Regions from separate parts of the Macaca mulatta genome. Here region 2 is linked to region 1. A link is a contact called in public Hi-C data. All regions are on one chromosome and are shown on one strand. The core of a region is the stretch at or near the end of the contact, and the rest is flanking DNA. Distances in the headings are between cores, read along the strand shown. Region 1 holds the start of NRN1L (neuritin 1 like). Region 2 holds the start of DDX28 (DEAD-box helicase 28).

What was found. Hi-C and Micro-C count contacts between places; a contact is called where the count stands out from the background.
Region 2: a contact with region 1 is called in a Hi-C map of fetal cortex germinal zone, with 2.7 times the contacts expected there. The contact joins the promoter of DDX28 here to the promoter of NRN1L in region 1. A contact is called at or near these places in 2 of 14 Hi-C or Micro-C datasets (fetal cortex germinal zone and liver).

Annotation. Positions count from the first base shown.
Region 1 is chr20:63,458,303-63,463,964 of T2T-MMU8v2.0, forward strand. It overlaps NRN1L (neuritin 1 like), which reads left to right and starts at 2,851. Exons shown (of 3, transcript XM_028841533.2): 1 at 2,851-3,063; 2 at 3,795-3,927. The coding sequence starts at 2,985. It overlaps EDC4 (enhancer of mRNA decapping 4), which reads left to right. Exons shown (of 29, transcript XR_013411015.1): 24 at 1-76; 25 at 511-676; 26 at 761-947; 27 at 1,040-1,292; 28 at 1,586-1,808; 29 at 2,031-2,575.
Region 2 is chr20:63,592,330-63,597,991 of T2T-MMU8v2.0, forward strand. DDX28 (DEAD-box helicase 28) reads right to left here and starts at 2,536. Exons shown (of 1, transcript XM_001097528.5): 1 at 598-2,536. The coding sequence starts at 2,503. The coding sequence ends at 863. DUS2 (dihydrouridine synthase 2) reads left to right here and starts at 2,585. Exons shown (of 18, transcript XR_013411056.1): 1 at 2,585-2,652; 2 at 3,149-3,304.

The sequences.
Region 1 (5,662 bases), core at 1,601-4,100:
CAACTCAGTGGCTACCAAGCTCACAGCTGTGGAGGGCAGCATGAAAGAGAACATCTCCAAGCTGCTCAAGTCCAAGGTGCTATAGGGCCCAAGATGTGGGTGGAGGTGGTGGTTCCTGGGCCTAGTCAGGCCAGGTTGGGCTCAGGTTTTCAGGTTTTCTTTTGTTTTGTTTTGTTTTTGTTTTTTTTTTTGAGATGGAGTCTCACTCTGCCTCCCAGGCTGGAGTGCAATGGTGCAATCTCAGCTCACTGCAACCTCTGCCTTCCGGGTTCAAGTGATTCTCCTGCCTCAGCCTGCCAAGTAGCTGGGGATACAGGCGCGCGCCACCACACCCAGCTAATTTTTGTATTTTTAGTGGAGACAGGATTTCACCATGTTGGCCAGGGTGATCTCGATCTCCTGATCTCATGATCCGCCCGCCTCGGCCTCCCAAAGTGCTAGGATTACAGGTGTGAGCCACTGCGCCCAGCAGGCTCAGGTTTTCAACTTGGCCCCCTCTTCTAACCCCAGAACTTGACTGATGCCATCGCCCGAGCAGCTGCAGACACATTACAGGGGCCGATGCAGGCAGCCTACCGGGAAGCCTTCCAGAGTGTGGTGCTGCCGGCCTTTGAGAAGAGCTGCCAGGCCATGTTCCAGCAAATCAATGATAGCTTCCGACTGGGGACACAGGAATGTGAGTGGGGTCATATGGCCCAAGGTGGGAGCGGTTATCCTCTTTCCTTCTGTTCCTCTTATAGTCCCTGTGGTCACCCCTCAGACTTGCAGCAGCTAGAAAGCCACATGAAGAGCCGGAAGGCACGGGAACAGGAGGCCAGGGAGCCTGTGCTGGCCCAGCTGCGGGGCCTGGTCAGCACACTGCAGAGTGCCACTGAGCAGATGGCAGCCACCGTGGCCAGCAGTGTTCGGGCTGAGGTGCAGCACCAGCTGCATGTGGCTGTAGGCAGGTGTGTGGGCAGAGTACTGGGCAAGGTGGTGGGCTTGAGAAAGGCCAGATTGGGCTCCCTGTTCACTTCACCTCACTCACTTCCCTTTGCAGCCTTCAGGAGTCCATTTTAGCACAGGTACAGCGCATCGTTAAGGGTGAGGTGAGTGTGGCGCTCAAGGAGCAGCAGGCCGCCGTCACCTCCAGCATCATGCAGGCCATGCGCTCAGCTGCTGGCACACCTGTCCCCTCTGCCCACCTTGACTGCCAGGCCCAGCAAGCCCATATCCTGCAGCTGCTGCAGCAGGGCCACCTCAATCAGGCCTTCCAGCAGGTATGATAGGTGTTAGGCCCTGGTAAGGGTCACGTGTCTCTTGACAAGGCCCACACACCATACATTCCACCCACCAGCTTTGCACCTTCTGGTCCCAGCAGACTGTTCTTGGTTCCCTTTGGCCTCGAGGCCATTGTCCCTGCTGCTTCCTCTTCCTGGACCCCCTTCTTCCCACCTAGCCCACCTTGCTTTACAACTACCCTTCTCAGGAACCATTTCCCAATCCCCTAGGGTAACTATACAACTCTGCGGGGCTCTCTCTGAGTCCCTCTGGAGCCCTCACTAGCGCACCCCGTTGTCTTCCTCCCTCAGGCCACACAGTTCAGATAAACAGACATTCCATCCTGATATTTGCTATAAACACTGCTCTTTTTTTCTCCTCCAGGCACTGACAGCTGCTGACCTGAACCTGGTGCTGTATGTGTGTGAAACTGTAGACCCAGCCCAGGTTTTTGGGCAGCCACCCTGCCCACTCTCTCAGCCTGTGCTCCTTTCCCTCATCCAGCAGCTGGCATCTGACCTTGGCACTCGAACTGACCTCAAGCTCAGGTAAGTGGGGGCAGCCAGGAATGGGGAGATGAACTGGGGAGTGGGGGAGTAGGAGCGAGCAGTTTGAATCTGACACCCACTTCTGCCTGAATCCTCTCCCTAATTTTCTCCACCAATCCTCTCTGCCCTCACCCAGAGGGTTTCCTCTGGGCTTCAGTGCCACCAGGGGGCGCTCCCATCTGCTGGTGCCCACCTGTAGCCTGTCCTTTCCCCCATCCCCAGCTACCTGGAAGAGGCCGTGATGCATCTGGACCACAGTGACCCTATCACTCGGGACCACATGGGCTCCGTTATGGCCCAGGTGCGCCAAAAGCTTTTTCAGTTCCTGCAGGCTGAGCCACACAACTCACTTGGCAAAGCAGCCCGGCGTCTCAGCCTCATGCTGCATGGTCTTGTGACCCCCAGCCTCCCTTAGCTGCTAAGCCTGCCTTGCCCAGGGGTGGGATGGCACTGAAGGCCATCAGACAGGCCTAGGCCGAGGCAGGGTCACGGCTGGCCTTTACCTGCTCAGGCCCCCATCTCTGGGGTGTTTGGGGGTCAGGGAGCAGGGAGCACTGGCCGTGGTCTACAGGGTGTGGTAGTCAGAAGGTTTAGGCTGGGCCCAGGGCAGGTATTGTGCCTGCTTGGGTTCTGCCATGCCTGGAGCATGACCCTGAGATCGTGACACCACTTGAGTGGAATTTTCCATGTTCCTTTTTACCTCTAATTTGGATCTTTTTGTTTTTGAAAAATGTTGAGAAATTCAATTAAATGCTTTTGGAATAAAATGGAGTATGTGTGTGCTTTTGGCTTGTCTTTGGTGTGACTCTCATAACTGCCCTCTGTTCCTTCCCTGCCCCTCTCTTCCCTGTGGAGCTCTGTCTAGGCCAACCCAGCCAAGGGGCGGGGTTACCCACTCATCTGCTCCAACTGCCTTCCCAGATCTCCCTTCTCCCTCCTTTTATGGGGTGAGGGTCCAGGGGCCTGCTCAGCACCAGCCTGTGCTCCTGGGAATTTCTGCTCTCTGAGGTCCCTTCTCGCTCCTTTTCCCATTTGGGTGTTGGAGGTGGAGCCGCCGGCTGGGTTCGGAGCCCCACCCCCGGCTTCCATCCAATCACCGTCCCTCCCTCCGGGGGCTGGGCGGACGGGCTGCGCTCCAAGCTGCTAGCTCTGGCACTAGGCTCTCAGCCAGGGACGATGCGCCGCTGCCACTGCCGCTGCCGCTGCTGCTGGCAACCACCCCGTGCCCTGAGGCCGTTGCTGTTGCTGCCCCTCGGTGAGTGCGGGCGTCCGGGGCCCGGGCCACACCCCCTCCTTGCCCAGCCAGGCCAGACTGGGCATAGGGTGTGTGGGAACACTGGGCACCAGGGTGGAGAAGAGTTGCAAGGGCTCCAGGAAGGTGTGCTGGTGACTTCAGGACAGAAGGTGAGAGGCACAAACAGCCCTAGTTATGGGGGAAGGACTCCAAAATTTGCATCCCCTCTTATGATAAAGGGAGACATGCCAATGGCAGGACTTATAGATCGGTCATAGGATCCCTAAGTCCTCTCTGAGGGTCTGGCCTGGATCCCAATACCTCTGCATCCTGCCCTGTCTCTCCAAAAATACCTATCTTTAGAGAGAGTTTGGAGGGCCAAGCAAAGCTTGTCTAAACCGCAGAGAGATGCACTTGTTTCTAGTCCCGGGCCTCTGGACCACCCTCCCCTCCACCCTATCCTGATTCCTTCACGTGAACCCTCCTCATCCCACCTGGGGCCCCAGAAGCTCAGAGGAAGAGCTGATTTGGGGGACACAACATCCCCTCCCCCTGTGCAAATCCCAGTCTGGGTCTTACCTTGAAGGGGGCCTGGGTAGGTAATCCCCAGATTTGCCCTTTAGTTCCTTAGGGCACCCTTTTTCCGCTGAGTCACATCCCCAGAGTGCTCCCAGGTAAACAAGCCCCTGGGGGCTGGGGGACGGGCCTGGCTCATCCTATCTACCATTCCCCCACCCCCACCCCACTTCTAGTCCTTGTACCTCCCCTGGCAGCAGCTGCAGTGGGCCCAAACCGCTGTGACACCATATACCAGGGCTTCGCCGAGTGTCTCATCCGCTTGGGGGACGGCATGGGCCGCGGAGGCGAGCTGGAGACCATCTGCAGGTACCAGCGGGTGCGAGGCAGTGGCCCAACCTGTGCCACCATTGGGGACTGAACCTTTTATTTCCCAAACCAAAATCTCCTTGCCTCACCTAATCCCCCTAATCCCACTCCCTTAACAGATCTTGGAATGACTTCCATGCCTGTGCCTCTCGGGTCCTGTTGGGCTGTCCGGAGGAGGCAGCTGCAGTGTGGGAATCACTACAGCAAGAAGCTCGCCGGGCCCCCCATCCGAATAACTTGCACACTCTGTGCAGCGCCCCGGTGCATGTTCGGGAGCGCGGTACAGGCTCCGAAACCAACCAGGAGACACTGCCAGCTGCAGCACCTGCACTCCCCATGGCCCCTGCGCCCCCACTGCTGGCGGCTGCTCTGGCTCTGACCTACCTCCTGGGGCCTCTGGCCTAGCCTATCAGGTCAGGTGGCAGTGCCTGTGCCTCCAGCCCTGCCCTGGCGGTGGTTGTCCAGGCCCTGCAGAGCGCAGCAGGGCTTTTCATTAAAGGTATTTATATTTGTACTAAGCTCCTTCCTTTCTCCTGGCTGCGGCCTTGCTTGGCTGGGGCCAGGGACTCCCAGAAACTGATCCTTTGCTTGGATGGAATGGGCGGGGCTGAGGGCCACCACAGGGGACTCAATCTTCCTCCTTACGAACACTGGTTTCCCAGTGGCAGCGCAAAGCTTTCCATTTCGTGCAGGTCCCAAGAGCTCCTCCAGTGGAGACCAGAGATCTGCCGGAATGCACAGTCTTCCTCTACTTTCCTATGCTGGCTTGGGGTCGGGAGGGCGGGGTCTCAGCCCTGCACTCCTAGCACTGCCTACCCCTTCTATCCTGGCCCCTGGGGGCCAGGTGAGCTGGTGAAGTGCCCTTGATCTCAGCTCCACCCCCTCCCCAGCCTCTGGGCTCCTGACCATTTCACCTCCTCCTCTCTCTGCCTGTCACCTCAGCCTTCAAGGCACAGCACAGACTGTGTGCTCAGTCCCTTCCTCTGGCTTTCTGGTCTGTCTGAAGGAGGCCTGTTCTAGAAGGTGGGGAGCCTCTGTTGAAGTCCACATTCAAGCCCCTGATATGACCTGAAGTGGCAAAAACTGGGGTTACTGTAAGGGTTCCTCTGGCCTCTGCTCTCCACAACCTTGTTCTTTGAGAAGAGGTAGGCGGTGTGTTGTCAAAACAACTGCAGAAGGCTTTCTGGAAGCCGTGGAATGACAGCATGTGGTGTGCGAGGAGCCCCTCTTCATACCGGTGGAAGAGCAAAATCAGCTAGGCAGAATCTGAGGAAGGAGGAAGCCTTCTGGGGGTGGGACCTTCTTCTGATCAGCCTTCTCCCACCACTGTCAGGATCCTATTCCAAGCCATCACCCCACGGTTTATAGAGGAACTGCCATAGTCTCCTCATTGACTTAAATTATCGTTCCCTCCACTTTATTTTTATTTATTTATTTTTTTTGAGATGGAGTCTTGCTCTTGTCACCCAGGCTGGAATGCAGTGGCACAATCTTGGCTCACTGCAACCTCCACCTCCTGGGTTCAAGTAGTTCTCCTGCCTCAGCCTCCCTAGTAGCTGGGATTACAGGTGCCCGCCACCATGCCCAACTAATTTTGTATTTTTAGTAGAGATGGGTTTCACCATGTTGGCCAGGCTGGTCTCGAACTCCTGACCTCAGGTGATCTGACCCCCTTGGCCTCCCAAAGTGCTGGGATTGCAGGCATGAGCCACCACGTTCCGCCTTATTCTTTACT
Region 2 (5,662 bases), core at 1,286-3,785, 130 kb after region 1:
TACAGGTGTGAGCCACCACACCCGGCTTTTTTCTTTTGAGATAAGAGTCTTGCTCTGTCCCCCAGGCTGGAGTGTAGTGGTATGATCTTGGCTCACTGCACCCTCCGCCTCCCAGGTTCAAGTGACTCTCCTGCCTCAGCCTCCCGAGTAGCTGGGACTACAGGCACGTGCCACCATGCCGGGTTAATTTTTATAATTTTTTTGTATATATATATATTAAAAAAATGCTATATGGTTATCTTGCCAGTTTTGTAAAACAGTTTAATCATCTCTCCTCTTTCTCGGCCACTGAGTTGGGATAGAAGTACAAGCAAAACTTCTGTGTTAGTCTACCCTTTACTTTCCTGCCGGTACCTTCCAGAGAGATTTCGCCAAGATGCCCGTTTGTCTTGAGCGCTGTTAGTGAAGAACTCTGTCTACTGCTGGTCATAGTTCCTTTCCTTTCCCTGGGGGCTTAATGGATACCTTTTTGGGGGCAGGAAATAAAAACTCAATGTTTATAAATTAAAACATCAACTGAAAGAGCCTTTGTCCTAGATGTGGCAGTCTGGGGTATGAATCCTCAGAAACTACTGAATTCCACTCCAGTGCTAAATATTCTTAGGGGAGGCACATAAAAACATCATTTATTATTAGAAATCATGACATGATACAAAGTCAAAATCCACTTGTGTCTTGTGAAAGACTACAGAAAGCCATGCTCAGCAGCTTCTTCTCCAATGCTGGCTAGCATCTTACCTTTCCAAGTCACATGGCAGTTCATCCTACCCTCAAGGAGCTGACGGCAGCCCACAGCCTCCCACTTACAAGTGTGATCACCCACTCAAGATACTGGGAAATATCCCTGTTCTAGCATCACATTTTAATCAGATTTGTCAAAATCAGGTTGCTGCGGCAAAGGCTCTTTCACCGAGGATACTAGTCCTGGAAGACTTCTCCTTCGGCGAGCCGCCAGCTCAATCTTCTGAACCAGGCTCACATCCCAGGGATGGGTCACAAAACTGATGACGGTGCCTGGAACCTCGCTCCCCACACGGCCCACTCTCCCTGCTCTGTGGATGTAATCTTGCAGCGTTGGGGGGAAATCATAATTGACAACCAGCTCCACACCGGTGCTGTCCAGGCCCCGAGAGGCTATGTCTGTGCAGAGAAGTATGTCTCGGGAGCTCTTCTGGAAGGACTGGAAGATTCCTGCCCTCATTAAGGCCGGCATTTGCCCCTGCAACCTTAGGTGTTGGATTTTGTGATCATCCAGAATATATCCCAGCCAGTTCACAGTGCTGGAGCTATTACAGAACACCAGAACAGTTCCTGAGGGGCCAGTCCTTTCTGCTCTGTTATGATGCTTGAGAATGTGCACCAGCTCGGCTACCTTATCTGCTCCCTTCAGTCTCAGAAATGTCTGTTTCACATGAGGCATGATACAGTGGAGATTGGAGCTGGTGATGGTGGTGACAGCATCTGGGCTGGCGACTTTATCCAGCAACTGGCCTACACCTTCGGGAAATGTGGCTCCTACCAGCACTAACTGAGCTTTGGGATTGAAGCGGTCTTCCAAGTCAGCTGGGCCGTCTGCTATGTGGCTCTTCTCTAAGATGCAGTCCACCAGTTCCAGGAAGCTTTCATCCAGCAGTGTGTCTGCCTCATCCAACACCAAGAACGAGAGTTGCTCCAGACTAATCAGTCGACTTTTCAGGGCCTTCCACAGAGCCCCTGGAGTGGCCACTAGCACATCTGCTGAAGGTTGTCTGGCCAATTGCATCCTGATCCTACACATGCCGTGGCCTCCCTCCAGGTCCCGCACCAGCAGGCCCAAGGAGCGGCCCAAGGGTTGGGCCACAGCCTGCACCTGTTGGGCCAGTTCTCGGGAAGGAACAAGGACTAGGCCTCGGGGAGCGGGGATACGAAGGGAGTCCAGGCTTGGCTGGACCATGAGCCGTTGAAACAGCGGCAGGAGGTAGCTGAGAGTCTTGCCACTGCCGGTTTCTGCGGCGCAAAGGACGTGGCGGCCGCGAAGTAGTTGGGGGATGGTGTTAGACTGCACGGTTGTGGGCTGAACGACTTCAGGCGCAACCTCCTGTAGTGCGTGCAGCACACGGGGCTCCAGGCCCAGGTCAGCAAAGTTGCCCTCAGACGAGAGCTTTTGCACAGCTGGCGCCTCCTGTTGCGCTCGCTCGATGGAGAAGTGGTCCCGACGCGCGCGTCGACTCTTCCAGCCTTGAGAGGCTAGCGGCGCGCTCTCCCAACGACCCAGTGTGAGGCGCGCCGGCTGGTTGAACTCCGGCCGCCGCGCCGAGACCAGCAGCCGTCCAGGTCGAACCAGCACCGGCCTCGGGAGGTTCCGCTGCCTGCTCTGCCGTTGTTCCAACTGCCGCTGTAGAGCCACTGGAATACGCACCACCGGCAGGGGTTCGTCGGGACTGCGGACCGTGAGACCTCGTCGGGGCGCCAGGATCAACCGAGCCACGAGGGAAAAGAGCCTCACTGGCCGCGATAGAGCCATGTTTCCCTTAGTGCGGCAGAAGCGCACACAAGTGACGTCACGGACGCGCCGCGACCTCGCGTACGGTGGCTGGCGAGGCTCAGTACATTGTACGGAGCTGCAGCACCGTGAGGAAGAAGGGAAGTTCTCCTTAAGAGTTCAGCTGCGAGGTCTGTAGCTCGGAATAGGGGATGGCGACATCCAGACCCGGCCAGCCTTGGGGAAGGGTGCGTCGTGGTGGCAGGACTGGAGGCTGGCGATACGAGGCGGCAGTGGGGCCTTGACCCAATGGATCATGAGGGCGGAGGGCTTCTGGCGATTGGTTACCTGGTTCCTGGGATTCTCTTTAGTTGTTCCTTATTGCCCAGAGATAGCTTGTCCCGTGCTGGTCTCCGAGGTTGCAGCTGTTTTCCCAGATGTGTTCCCTGCGCAGGGTCTGGTAATCCTTTTTTATTGAGAATTTGAATGAATGGTCAGGCCTAGGGGCCGAGACAGGGGTGTGAAATCGTAGATCTGGTCTCAACCCCTCACGCTCCCTGTCTGAAAGCCCAGAGTGCAAGCTGATGGCTTTCAGCTGCTTCTCTCTCTCAAGTGGGAGGTGAGGTCTTCAGGCTTTATTTCAAGCTGGGTCATCTCTTCTTCACAGTTATTTTCCTTACTTTTCAGCCAAGATTCACTCTCTACTCCTTCGTCACCCATCCCAACTTCTCATCCTGAACCCACCCCTCTTGCAGCCCGCTCAGCTCCGCTGGTTTCCCGGTCAGAAACCTATATTGCCTAAATAGTAGTAAGAAGGGTGCTGCGACCCTGCGAAATGAGCAGGTACGTAGCTTATCATGTAGCCCTGGTCAGGCAGAATATTTTACCTGAATTCAGATATTCGGGTTGTAAAAACAAGAACTATATGAGTCACCTTTTTTTTTTGTCCTGAGACACAGTCTCGTTCTGTCACCCAGGCTGGAGTGCAGTGGCGCGATCTCGGCTCACTGCAACCTCCGCCTCCGGGGTTCAAGCGATTCTCCTGCCTCTGCCTCCCGAGTAGCAGAGACTACAGGCATGCACCACCCACTCCCGGCTAATTTTTTCTATTTTTAGTAGAGGCAGGGTTTCACCATGTTGGCCTCGCTGGTCTGGAACTCCTGGCCTCAAGTGATCTTCCCACCTCGACCTCCCAAAGTGATGGGATTACAAGCGTGAGCCACCATGCCCAACAGACACTTCTTGAACAGATCTGGAAAATAGGTGTCAGATATTTTCTGTAATCCGCAGTGCCTGGGGTGGGAGATAAGGTAAATGTTTATGGGTTAACTCTGGGAGGTTCGTAACATCTGGAGAAAGCGTTTTAGTTTCATCAAATACCACTGAAAAGATAAAAACTGCTTTTTTTTGGAATAGTATGAGGAAAAACTTTTACAATTTTAAGTACACTCTACCCTTGTGCTACACAATTAGACTTTCTGGAGAGTTGCCAGATAAACCAGAGGAGTAGAGGCTTTTTTTCTCCACAAGAAAACATCTGGAAGTACGAAGAGAAAGTTTTGAGTAGTGATGGGTGAATGAACAGTCATTGGATAAGGTAGTGGTTCTAAAACAAGGGTGATTTTGCCCTTTCCCCCCTTTCCCTCCCACCATATTTGACAATGGCTGGAGACTTTTTTTTTTTTTTTTTTTTTGAGACAGTCTCACTGTGTTGCCCAGGCTGAAGTGCAGTGTTGCAGTCTTGGCTCACTGCAGCCTCTGCCTTCTGGGTTCAAGGGATTCTCCTGCCTCAGCCATCTGAGTAGCTGGAATTACAGGCATGCGCTACCACGCCCAGGTAACTTTTGTGTTTTTAATAGAGACAGAGTTTCACTATGATGGGCAGGCTGATCTCAAACTCCTGACCTGGTGATTTGCCCGTCTTTGCTGAGATTACAGGTGTGAGCTGCTGTGCCCGGCCGGATTCTTTTTTTTTTTTTTTTTTTTTTTTTGAGACGGAGTCTCGCTCTGTCGCCCGGGCTGGAGTGCAGTGGCCGGATCTCAGCTCACTGCAAGCTCCGCCTCCCGGGTTTACGCCATTCTCCTGCCTCAGCCTCCCAAGTAGCTGGGACTACAGGCGCCTGCCACCTCGCCCGGCTAGTTTTTTGTATTTTTTAGTAGAGACGGGGTTTCACTCTGTTAGCCAGGATGGTCTCGATCTCCTGACCTCGTGATCCGCCCGTCTCGGCCTGCCAAAGTGCTGGGATTACAGGCTTGAGCCACCGCGCCCGGCCAGCCCGGCCGGATTCTATGCTACTTTTATGATTCTACAAACTCAGGGCTCCTCCTTATCCAAATAGTTCCTTGGGGCCAGGCTCACGCCTGTAATCCCAGCTACTCCGGAGGCTGAGGCAGGACAATCATTTGAACCCAGGAGGTGGAGGTTGTTGCGGTGAGCCGAGATCACAGCACTGCACTCCAGCCTGGGCGACAGGGCGACGCTCTGTCTAAAAAAAAAAAAAAAAAAAAAAAGTCCTTTGGATGTTTGTCCCAACAGGTTTCATCCATTTCCATGTGCCACTGTTTTTCAGATATCAAACAAAGAATTACTCTGTACAAAGCTAGAACAAATATATCAAAGTAATTCCGAAGTATCAGAACAAAATAATACGTATGTATGTGCATTTGGGTTTTTGGGTTTTGTTCAAACATCCAGGGTAGGGTAGCTGGTTAATATATAGTTGTTTTCTCATTATGCTTGAGTCCTTACAATATGATTACCTCAAAATTTCACAGGAGTTAGAGCTTGCCTAAGCCTGTCTGTGCCCATGGCCACTAATTTCTTCTTGTCACATCACTAGACACTGCCTGCCTTTTTTTTTTTTTGAGACAGAGTCACGCTCTATCACCCAGGCTGTAGTGCAGTGGCACCATCTCGGCTCACTGCAAGCTCCACCTCCCCAGTTCACACCATTCTCCTGCCTCAGCCTCCCGAGTAGCTGGGACTACAGGCGCCCGCCACCACGCCCGGCTAATTTTTTGTATTTTTAGTAGTGACGGGGTTTCACTGTGTTAGCCAGAATGGTCTCGATCTTCTGACCTCGTGATCCGCCCGCCTCGGCCTCCCAAAGTGCTGGGATTACAGGCGTGAGCCACCACGCCCGGCAACACTGCCTACCTTTTTTCCCCCTCACTCACGGTAGACATTGAGTAACTTCTAAT